Linked DNA regions of Capsicum annuum: region 1 is linked to region 2. A link is a contact called in public Hi-C data. All regions are on one chromosome and are shown on one strand. Each heading gives the region's core, a stretch centred on a gene start, on an enhancer-like site or on the middle of the called end of the contact. The rest is flanking DNA. Distances are from core to core; before and after follow the strand shown.

Region 1 (5,898 bases), core at 1,109-3,608, 87 kb after region 2:
ATTTATGAGATACTCTATAACTCTTGCCTTAGAGGCAAGACTTAGTTTGAGGATTTTCAAACAACAAGTTATGCCCTACGAGCAAGACTTGACACTACCATATTGTGCCTTATATCTAGACAAGACTTATCCCAAAGGACTTCCAAATGACAAGTCACGCCCTTAAGTTTATTTTGATGTCAAAGAAAAAGATTCTTTTTGCGGAATATTCAACTTTCTGTTCATTAGCAAAACATAATAGAAGTTGAGAAAAAGGAAAAAGAGAAGGAAAAGAAAATAAAGATCGAGAAAAAAGAAAAAAATAAAGATTAAGAGAAAAGAAAAAAGAAAAAAGAAAAAAGAAAAAAGAAAAAAGAAAAAAGAAAAAAGAAAAAAAGAATTTAAAAAAAGAAAAAATAAAAGTTTAGAAAAAGAAAGCGCAGAAACTAAAATTAAAATAAAACAGGATCTCTAAGTTTCATGTATGTGCCTTTGATCACATACTTTGTTCGCTCGACGGCTCATACTCGATCCTCTTTTATTGAATACAGGGATTTCGTTCGCTCACGGCTCGTTCGCCATGGAACTGGAAAAAGAGAAAGAAATGAAGTGAAGAACTTCGTTGACTGATTTCTGAACCTTGCTTTCTATAATGCTATTCGGATTTGCGATAAGGGTTGCGCTCTATACGCCTTTGGATTCAGCCGTTGAACAAAAAGTCTAAATAAGAAAGATTGGGAACACTTTGATTTAGTTAATTATGTATTAACAGCTAATACATCATTGTTCAATTAGAATACCCCAAACAGTGTCATTTGAAGACTTGGTTAAAAAAGAATTTTGAAGAAAGTCAAGCACACCAAATGCGTGTGGTAACTAGAAATTTACAATTCTAAAGAGTCTCGAGTTTTCCTTAGAAAGCCTGTTCTCAACAGTTTTAGAATTTAGGCAGAGTTTTGGTTATGCCTATCTTATCCACCATATAAAAATGAAAAAAATTAGAAACGAAAAAAGAAAAAAGAAAAATAAGGTTGGACAAATGAATTAAGAAAAGAGAAATGAAAAATAAATAATGTTTGAGAAATTAAGAAAAAAGAAGAAGAAAAAACGAAACATAAAAGAAAAATAAAGATTGAGACAAATGAATTAAAATAAGGAAGAAAAAAAGATAAAAGAAAAAATAAAAATCAAGAACCAGTAAAATAAAATAAAATTGAGAGACAAATGAACATGAAAGGAATAAAGATATTTGAGATATAGAGGGACAAAAATATACATTTTCTATATATAAAAAGGAAGGAAGGTTAATCTGTAATGACTTTTCGTATGAGGGACAAAAACACAAAGTCGCCCACTATGTAGCCCATCCAGTGTAATTTCCTCGTGTAAAAATAATCCTTGAACATTTGTATGGTTGCAAATCATTTTATTAAGGATAAAAAAAGAATTATAAAGTTCATTTTTTTTAATATATAGCAAATTAACACTTTTTTAGAAGAACTAAAAAGTAAAATGTTTTACATAAAATGAGATGGAGGGAGTAAATATTTATAAAATTGAGCCAATCTAAACAATCATAATATTATTTGTTTGTACTCTTTATATTTAGGCTTTTCATCCTAATCAATCGATGGTTATTTTTCTCAAAAATAATTAGTACTAGGAATAAAATGAAAAAAGGGTCAAAATTTCAAAAATAGCTAACACTTAATTGTAACTCTTACACTAGTAGTAAATTGTTTATACTCGTAAAAATATGCTAGTAATATTTAAAAAATAGTTACTTGTCATTTGTTTATACGAGTTTCAAAAATAGCTAACACACATGTCAATTGTTTATACAAGTTTGTTTAATTTTATTGAACTTTCAATGTACTTACTATTTTTTTTGTGTTGTCATACTATTTTATTAAAGTATAAATTTAAAAATTAAAGATCCATGAAGCTTAAGCATGCCCGCCCCCGCCTTTTGACCAACGAGCAAAAGCGGAAACACAATAACAAAGAATCAGAATAGCAACTTCGTCTCCAATTTTTCAAAGTAAAACAACTACATAAAATCTAAATATAGTCAAAAGTGAAATGGAAAATAAGAAAATTTAGCTTGGAATTTCAATTTGAATTTATTTATTCAGTAGAAAATCTCTTTTCATATCCAAAACGCCGAAAAACATTGCCATTGCTCCAAGTTCACTTCCGCATTAGAGTGTAATGATTGGAAAGCAACTGACTTCTTAAAATTCAACCTTCCTAATTGTATACTAGCCAATCTGTACTAAACTAATTTTAGGCAAAATATGGCATCCTGACCCAAAACAAGCATTCTCACTAGATCTGGTACAAGTTAACAGACAAAAATAAACGCGAATCACCTCCGCCTGTAATCATACTGACAGAAAACAATCTTTAAAACTCAATGCAGTAGGTAATTTACTGCATGGGTGCCTCTCCCCATCCATTGTTTTACATTATTAAGAACTGAACAACAAGAACAAATTTATTCAGCAGAGCAAGCATCTAGATCCCGGCAAGGAGGAGCCTTAGGCTCACCTAATAATGTAGTATTTCCTCCTTCTGGTCCACAATTGATACGACCTGGGTTCTGAGTGCCACGCTGAAACATAAAAAGCATGCCAATCAACAATGAAGTAATATTATTATGCATGATAAAATTAGTCTATGCAACTTGGTGATCTTACCAGTGGTTTTTCACCTTTCCTGAATGCCTCAACAATCTCTACAGCTCTCTTTGGAGTGATATCCTCCTGCAGAAAGGAAGGGGAGAGCGATTGAGCACCAAATACTAAACTTATTACTACAAGATTGAAGATCTAGCGATCAAAACAGGATTAAAGTATTAACTCACATAATAATCGTAAGTATATCCTTCAGATCCATTGGAATAGTCAGCCACCGTCATCATTGGAGCGTTTACACAGCACCCCTGTCACAAAAATGAGGTGTCATATTGAAATAGCTGTATATTAAATAGGCTATGACTCGAATGGTGTTCAACATTCTGGAACAAATATAAGCACCTAATGACGTAATCAGTGGTTCTTGCTGAAGAGCCTCCAATGCATGGAAGTAAGATGGATGTCACAGTAATTTAACAACAATAATAGCTAAAGCCTAACTGTTAAATCCTCACACTCATATAGAGAACAAATCTCCACAGGATCTGAACAGCAATTATAATTTTTTTTAATCCTTTTTCATGCTCTCTGTACTATACCTCCATTGAATTATTAATTTTAAGCATATTGAAAATAACTAGTGAAAATTGTCTTCTGATGGGCAAGCATAACTTGTCATTAACAGTAGGTTTCACTGTTTCAATTCCAGAATCATATTTTATGCCTCACCAAGATTGGTTCAGAGGACCTAAGCTAGAGTAAAACAGGTTTCTAGATTAAAAGTCAGCAAAAAATAGAGGCAAAAACAATCTCTTCTTTCCTACCATGCTTTTTCTTCGAGTGTCATATATCTTTATGATTTTCACGACTTTCTCAGGGTTCCAAACAAATAGCAAGCTCCCCCTTCAGCTACCCAATTAAGATCTCAACATGGTCCGCTGGACAGACCTCTATGCATTGGCAACAATGACATTCTGACATGTAACAGACTTATTGCCTGTTTGGATTAGATTATTTTAGATGGTTTTAAGCCAAAACAACTTTTAAGCAGTTTTGTGGTGTTTTGAGTAAAATAAAAGTAAAAAATGCTTTTCAGCACTTGTTTTAAAGCCAAAATAACAAGCCAAACTACAAGTGAGAAATCCTAACTTATGGCTTTTGGCTTATAAGCCATAAGGTATAAGCCCATCCAAACAGGCTCTTAATCTAGTCAGATTTAGCCTCCAAGGCTTTGGTGTAGAAGTAAAACTGCAGCTTGTGATGTGTAGGTTAGGGACTTTCAAACCCTGCCACACGAAAATCCTAGTATTTTAAGTTTATGAATTGGTTATTTGTCAGCACCAATTTAGAAAGAGAAAATTTGGCTAATAGGCCTGTTCAAGTTTCCAATTAGCAAAATGGCCTACTTTCATTTTCTCATTTTAAAACAAAATAAAAAACCAACTTTAAGGAAGAATTGAACCATAATAACATATTAAAAACTATGTGAGCTATTTACAAATATACTTAAAACATAAAACCCTAACCCATTTTTTCAATTTCAAATTACTTTTTCATTTCTATCTTTACTTTTTTCTCCTCCATTCTTACCAAACACTCATTGTTTTTTCAACTTTCTCCTTTTTGAAGCTAGTATTTTATTTCCAAATGTTTTGTCTCCTCCCAAATGTGTAAGTTTTCTACTCTCTTTTAATTTTAGTCTATTTTTTCAAAAGGAAAAAGGTTTGTGTATACATATGTAATCGGTAGGATGAATAATCGATTTGTCCATATATCGATCGGATCGATAATCAATCTTTCCATATATTGCTCGGATCGGTAATCGATCTGCCGGATCGATAATCAATCTGTCCATATATCGGTCAGATCGATAACTGATCTGTCGGATCGATAATCGATCTGTCGATACATCGATCAGATCAATAATAGATCTATCCATCACAAATCACGTTTTGGGCTAATTTATAAAATATGTAAAAGATTTTAGTAGGAGGGGTTTTGCTTAAATACTGTGATTTGTGGACTAATTTGTAACTTTTAAAACTTGTAAATAAATTTTAAATTACAAATAAATTTAAATTTTCTAAAGTGGGTCATTTCCCTGAAAAAAAAAAAAACTTGTAGTCTATTTAATTACTTGTAGGAACACCCAGAGTACGTAGCACAAGGTGTAAGTATGCCCCAGTTTACATTTCAGATCCCAAGACCTCTGCAGGATAACTATGTTAACAAGCGGCCTTATCGTTCAGCACATGATGAAATTAAGCCTGGTATGCCAAGACCTTTTGAACCTCTTCATCCTCGGTAGACATGGTTCATTAAGCATGCTTAAGTTAAAAACTTGGAGCATTTGTGATGAGTTGATTAAAGCTAGTAATTGCATGAATGTAGTTGATGCTGGAAAAGTAGTAAGTATCGTTGATGTCCTGTCTTTTCCACTCTTGACACTCTATACATTTTTGAATTTAGTGATTCTTTGGTAGTTTTGATTGATGAGACACGTGGGGGTGTGAATGATTAATTGGAGGTTTGAAGGCAAACCCTTTGAGTCTAAAGGGTTCAGGTTGAGTAGGAGCAAGACAGAGTATATGGAATGCAAGTTTAATGACTTGAGACAAGAGAACGAGCTGGTAGTAAGGTTGGATTCCCAGATTGTTTGTAAGAGGGATAATTTTAAGTATCTCGGGTCCATGATACAGGGGAATGGAGAGAGTGATGAGGATGTCTCCTATCGTATTGGGGCAAGATGGATGAAGTGGAGGCTCGCCTGGGGAGTGTTGTGTGATAGGAAGGTGCAACCCAAGCTTAAAGACAAATTCTACAAAGTGGAAGTCTGTCCGACCATGCTGTATGGAGCGAAGTGTTGGCCAGTCAAGAACTCCCACATTCAAAAATTGAAGATGGCGGAAATGCGGATGTTGCGTTGAATGTGTGGGCCTACTAGAGGTGATAGGGTTAGGAATGAGGGTTAGGAATCCGGGAGAAGGTGGGAGTGACTTCGGTGGAGGACAAGATACGGGAAGTTCGGTTGAGATGGTTCGGACATGTGATGAGGAGGGGCACGGATGCCCCAGTTCGTAGGTGTGAGAGGCTAACTTTGGATGGTTTCAGGCGGGGTAGGGGTAGGCCGAAGAAATACTGGAGAGGAGGTGATTAGACGTGACATGGAGCAGTTACAGCTTATTGAGGACATGACCCTAGATAGGAAGGCATGGAGGACACGAATTAGGTTAGACGGTTAGTTCATGTGGGTGGGTGGGTAGTAGTCAGTAGTTAGGAGAGC
Region 2 (6,383 bases), core at 2,484-4,983:
TACGTAGTCAAAGCACTCAAGGTAAGTTGACCAAAACCATTGTGTATCTCACAACCCACACCCATGTTGTGTCGACATGGGCGTGGAAGGATTTTGAAGAATCCGAGTAACATAATCCATATACGACTGAAATTTAGACTGCAATATTGAGTCACAAATTTACTACCTTGATAAAAGCATATATCTACATTTAAGATATGCCAATTTGATGAAAATATTTAACATATGCCAATGACATTTAATGAATCAAATTACCTGAAGTCAGAATACTATGAAAATTCATTAGCATGAACTAAGAGAGTAATCAAAATATTAAGAACTCAAGAGTCTAGAGGACATACACCAGAGACAAGGACCTCTATCGCATACAACAGATTTGCACCAGGCCGGATGCCATCCTGCTTTATAATAAAAACATACATCCATGGATAAATAAATTAAACTAGGAATGGGTTCAGAAGGGAACATGAATTTCAGATATTAACAGAAAGTAAACCACCTTGGTGACTTCAGAGAAAAAGTTTAACACTCTTTCGACTTCCAAAGATCTTATTTTGCTACTAAGTTTCAACTTTTCAATATCTGTTACAAAAGCTCTTCCAACAACAAAGGAAAATATGTGTGTCTCTACTAACCTGTAAAAAGGAACAAAGCACAGGTTAAGAACCATATGCTGACAGCAAAATAAAGCATAAAATAAAATCATCACTGTCTCAGTGCATTTGACTGTGTTAGACTAAATAATAACTTAACCATGGGCAGCTTTAATTTCATTTTTTTCCAATGTAGGAGAAAGAGAGATATTGACAGCTGTGCTGATTGAGGTGCATAGAATGGAATGGAAGTCAAAAACAAATTGCACAAACAGCTATAAATACAGTTTTCATACATAGTAATCAACAGTGCTACATTTGCCTGTTGCTTCACTAATCTACAGAAAACATCAACAGTCAAGTTCAAGGCCTTTTCCTTCTCCTGAAACAAAGAAAACAAATGACCAATCAACAACCTCGATGAATAGAGTAGGCATTACTTTGTTTCATATATGTGTGTGTGTGTGTGAAAATAACCTTTTCCGAGCTTGAGGAGCGGAACTCTTCCCAATATCTCTTAAAATCCAACTCCAGTTCATGTTTGTCACTGCTTAAAATAACAGAACAAGAAAAGTGTAATGGAAGGTTAGATCTTAAGCTCCTTAAACATTATTCAACCGGATCTTATTTCACACGAAAAATCACTTCAAGTTAACCTGCAAGATCGTAGCATAAATCTCTTTAATAAAAAAATCCACATGATTGGAGCAACTTACAACAGGTTAAACACAATATAGCTGGAAAAAACCATTGGTGTGGTGACAAGATAGTTACAGCAAAGATCATTCCACCTCTAAGGAGATAGAAGTGATATAGGACTAACGTACTTTGTTATTTGCAACACTTACTATCTGTGATAGTGATTATACAAGTTTTTCACTCAGTAGTGCAACTAAGAACAGGCAAACACTAAACAAAAGTCCAATTACCACTTCATATACAAAACACTATTCAAGGAAAGACACAACGGTGGAACCATTCAACTACAAATCCCTTGAAACTTAGAAAATGGTCTTCAAAAATGCCCCATATCATCATACCCATAATTCGGGCCACAATGTCAATAATTTAATTTTACAGCTTCACTTGGTGTCTACAATCATTTGATTCACCGAGGCCTATACAGGAAAAAATAGAAATCCAGCGACAACTACAAATTCACGTTGCAAGGACAATAACTCTCAATTCACTTTAGTTTTGCCATCAAGCAAGTTCTGGTATTTTGCCACATATGTTTCCTATTAGTAAGTTAAGACTTCTTCCCATTAATTGGTAAGCAACAGAGACAAAAATGCTCTAGGGAAAATCTTTCCTATTCCAGTTTCTTTCTTTTTTTTCTATTCCAGTTAACAAAGGCAAGCCAACAGAGACAAAATGCTCTAAGGAAAATCTTTCCTATTCCAGTTTCTTTCTTCTTCTTTTTTCCATTCCAATTAACAAAGGTAAGCCAACAGCAGTGTTTCCTTACTTGTGAAGAAAAAAAGGCATACACCAATTTCATCTTAATATCCACTCTTTTGTAAGCAGCTCTCTGATACTTTCTGGCACTCTTGCAGATTTAAATGATTTATCAAAAGCCAAGAGAAGGTAGGGACAATTAAACAATTGAGCCTGAACAGTCATTAGGCCTTTGTTATCAGTCTCCATAGAGCAATTCTTTCCACAATTTTGATGGAACAAAAGTCATTGAACTAAAGATTGCACAAATTGCATGCACTTGATGTAGTTTGTTTGATTTGCAAAAAGACAAAGATGTCGCATTTATCACTCATTGATAAATTTTTCCAGTTAAAACTCCTTTGTCAAAGCGAATCGCATTATAAAGTGCACTAGATAAGCAAAACATGACTCGCAACAAGCCAGACAGCTTTCAAGCAGCAACTTCATGTAGCACCCGGAACCCTTTGCTCAAACTGAAACAGGCTTACTTTTTAAGAAAAACTAAACCTCAATCCAAATTAGTCGGGCTTGGCTATACAGATAAATGGTTACTATCCTCAGTACTCCCTCTGTTTCATTTAACTTGGCACTCCCCCTATAAAAAACATTTATTAAGGGTTTATTTTACTAAACTAACCTTATTAATTATACTTTGAAAATCTAAATTCGACTACTAATACTTTATAAAGTTATTGAATAATAGGGATAGTATTGGGAAAAACAATAGTAAATCTCTTTTAGATTTCACAAATTAGACGAGTAAATTGAAACAAGTAGTTTTAGTAAGGGGCCCAAGTAAAATTAAACGGAGGGAGTACAAATGAAATTCAATGGGAAATAATTCTGATCATTAACAGGTTAACATTAACAAGCTCATTTCAACAAAATGCATTTGTAATTCATCATCTGAACAAAGATCATTGCACTCCTCCAATAATCAAAATACGCAACAATATTAAAAACAGAAACGAATAATTTAACAAATTACAACACGAATATTATTGAAGGATGACAAACCTGGAAGGGGAGTAGGTGAAGTCATGGATAGGAAAAGAAACATTGGTATCACGAAAAGGCGAAGAGGTAGAAGATGAAGGAGACGATGCAGCAGAAGGAGATTGAGCAGCGAGACCGACTTTTTCTTTGAAGTCTTTAAGCAATGTTGCCCATTTCATCGTTTTTCCTCAGCAGATTTCTTCAACCTGCAATACTCATCAAACACCTCGTCGTTCCACAGATCCAGAACCTTCTAGGAGATAATAGATCTCTCCTTAGCTCAAATGTGATCGAGATAATAATAAAAATAACATTCAATTAATTGATTCAAAGCAGCAAGATCTAATTAATTAACCAAGTTTAATATTTAAATTGTAATTATAGTGAATATGATCTAGCTTGTTGCTGCTTTGAATATGTACGTATATATATATTTTTTTTTCCTGGGAAATATTTGATAATTGTGTCCTGAAATAGAGGGGGAAGAAAAGGAAGACGAAGAAGGAAAGAAGAAAAATGGCAGAGAGTTTTCTTTTTCTTTCTCTTTCTTCTTTGTTTGCTTGATTTCGGACGGCCTCTCCGCGCCTTGTTTCTCGCTCTAAAGTCTGCTCCTCTCTTTTTCACTTTTTAATTTCTCTCTCTATCACTAAACATTAATCGCTCCTTAATATTCTCGAGTTTTCTCCCTATCTGAAAGTCTAAACTCTAAACCCTCTTCTTTCATAAATCTCTTCTTTTTTCTTGTTTTTTATTTACCACGTCATGAGGTGGGGTCTACGTATACTAGCTTTCCACGTGGCTTCATGAGATGATTAACCCCGACGTGACTGCCTCTCATCTCTTACCCCTGCATTTTAAATTTTGAAAATTAAAAAGCATATATTATACAGTATCTCTCTTTTTATTTTAGCGTATTGGGGTGCGAGTACCACGAGTATTATGTTCAAAAAAAAAATTTTAAAAAAAATGCTACGTTTCAAAGTACTCAGCATATTTTTAATTTGCATGTAACTCAAGAAATTAGGTATTTTTATCATCATATTTTTATTTTTTTTTAATCATCTCTCTTGATCTCTATTTAATCAATGAAAAGTATAATCTCTTTTCAATAAATAAAAAGTGTACTTAGAATAAAATGAGAAAAATATACGCAATTATGTTTTGATTTCTAAAATAACAAATAGAAATAAGAATATTATTAAAATAAAAAATAGTTTGATCCATGAGAATAGTATCGTGATAAAATATGAATAAGGTACATTAGATGAAATAACTTAGAATAATAAAAAAAAATTACACGCTTTCTATAATTCTATTTTGATCAGTTTCTATTAAAATTATAATTTTGATATGATTAAGAGGAATAGAACAAGGGACAATTGTTCGGACGTCACAAAATTCGAATATGTGGTGATATTGTTCATATAGTGTTACCAAATATTTTTGAAAAAAGGTTTAAAATATTATAAAACATAATACGATAATTATTTTATTATATACGTCGAAAACTGTTTTCTATTCTGTTCTTTCCATCTTTTGGCAAATGGGTTTTGTCCCTTCGACTGCGTGCATTTTGCTTTTTTAGGTCTTCGTCGATGCTTCAAACTGAAGGAACTAGGAAGCTGGCATTGAAGAGTAGTTGATTATTGCTAGCTTTCAATATTTTTCTGTCTATGCTTCCTGTATTTCATTCGTTTCATTTTAATTGATATATTTAAAAAAAAAAAAAACTAAAAATGTATTTTACTAAATTAATCTTATTAATAATGTCTGAAACTCTAAAATTAGCTATTATTACTTTCTGTAGTCAGTTAATACCAAGGCTAGAAAGAAAAAAATATAATAAAATTCTCTTAATTTTATAAATTGAACAAATAAATTAAAATATTTACTTTTATTATATGGGTCAAATAAACCGAGAGGAAGTATGTTCTCGTAGCTCTAATTAACTATCTGTACTAAGATTGCCTAATTATTCTCATGAAATGAATAATACTACCAATAACAGATTTCAAAGAGAACAATTAGCAATTATCATCATTCATCAATGTGTTGTCTTGCCTTGTGTCTTTGAAATAATATCTTTGGGAATTCCTTTTTTTATGTGTTGGTGTTTTATATGACCGACATAAGACTCGATTTGTTATATATTATGGTGGTTCAGTGAGCATCATATTAAATATACAACTTATTTTAATCAATTTCTCTCATAATTGAATTTAGTGTATTTTTACAATCTAGTAATTAATAAAATTCTAATTAATCGAATATTTTGCAAAAATGTCATGAATTGTGCTTGATCAAGATAATTGTAAGTATCTACTGACATGATTTCATATCATTGTTCAAATGTTTGATAAAAAAGTAATCTATCAATTCTAATATTACTCAATATAAGTTAAATTTATATATAACCTCATCCAACGCCGAAACTCAACTTTAATGATATCGCTCATTAAAGAAAAATAAATTTTAAAAATAAAATAAGAATACAAATTGAAAGTGAAAAGAAAAAATTGTAATTTATACCATATATTACCATGTAATTGCAAGCAATTTTTCCTCTTGAAAATTGAAGAGTGTAATTGATCTTATTTTAATTATGTATCATATAATTACAATACGTTATATTCAAGTTTGGTTATAAGGGATTTCCAAACCTTCCCTAAACTCTCTCTTCTTACAAGCCAACATTAACTTATAATTGCATTGGACATATTTTGTTTTTCTATCTGCATTTTGATCTACTCCCACGACTATTGAGTGCATATGAATTTTGAGATTTTTTAAGAGGGAATAGAAGATATTGTATATACTAAATGATTTTGTCTAGTCACCTATCAAGAATGAAAAAAGTAACTTACATAAAATACCTATTGAAGGAAAAGAAATATATCCTATTTATTACTCCATAGCGAGATTTTAATAGCTACTACTATAGATGGCCTGTATGATTTGAATTGTTTGGATATAATGATGGTACTTTCACTTGCTTTGGCGTTCATGCACCTTCATGATTGGAAAAAATTAAATGTTAGTGGAATTTAATGAAAATTTGTACCTGCTTATTTAGGTTTGACACATGATTGGATTTGAAAAATTAGATTTAGGTATTTAAGTAAAATATTTTGAATAAAGTGACTTGTATTTTAAAAAATTTGAATTAGTGAGCGCATATAAAGATAAAGATAAAGTAAAAATGTACAAATTTAGCATATCAAATTGAGTAGATTTAATTTAAATTTATATTTGTATTTAAAAAATTCATTTAGTATAAGCAAACTGTTTTATTAAATTTGGCACATGATTGGACTTGAAATTAGATTTAGGTACTTAAGTAAAATATTTTGAATA

What was found. Hi-C and Micro-C count contacts between places; a contact is called where the count stands out from the background.
Region 1: a Hi-C map of leaf shows a contact between it and region 2, with 2.3 times the contacts expected there. The contact joins the enhancer-like site here to the promoter of LOC107863841 in region 2. A contact is called at or near these places in 3 of 5 Hi-C or Micro-C datasets (leaf and placenta).

The regions. Positions count from the first base shown.
Region 1 is chr3:52,898,248-52,904,145 of UCD10Xv1.1, forward strand. LOC107863842 (NADH dehydrogenase [ubiquinone] flavoprotein 2, mitochondrial) reads right to left here. Exons shown (of 10, transcript XM_016710001.2): 8 at 2,846-2,923; 9 at 2,679-2,744; 10 at 2,278-2,593. The coding sequence ends at 2,477. Among protein-coding and RNA genes, the nearest start is that of LOC107863842, 11 kb to the right of the region's middle. Within about 2 kb of position 2,359, at least 2 of the 5 cell types and tissues checked have an H3K27ac peak or open chromatin away from gene starts, as enhancers often do. A contact at or near this core is called in leaf, where this site is marked.
Region 2 is chr3:52,810,299-52,816,681 of UCD10Xv1.1, forward strand. LOC107863841 (protein SPIRRIG) reads right to left here and starts at 3,734. Exons shown (of 19, transcript XM_016710000.2): 1 at 3,051-3,734; 2 at 1,071-1,140; 3 at 890-975; 4 at 500-635; 5 at 342-398. The coding sequence starts at 3,208.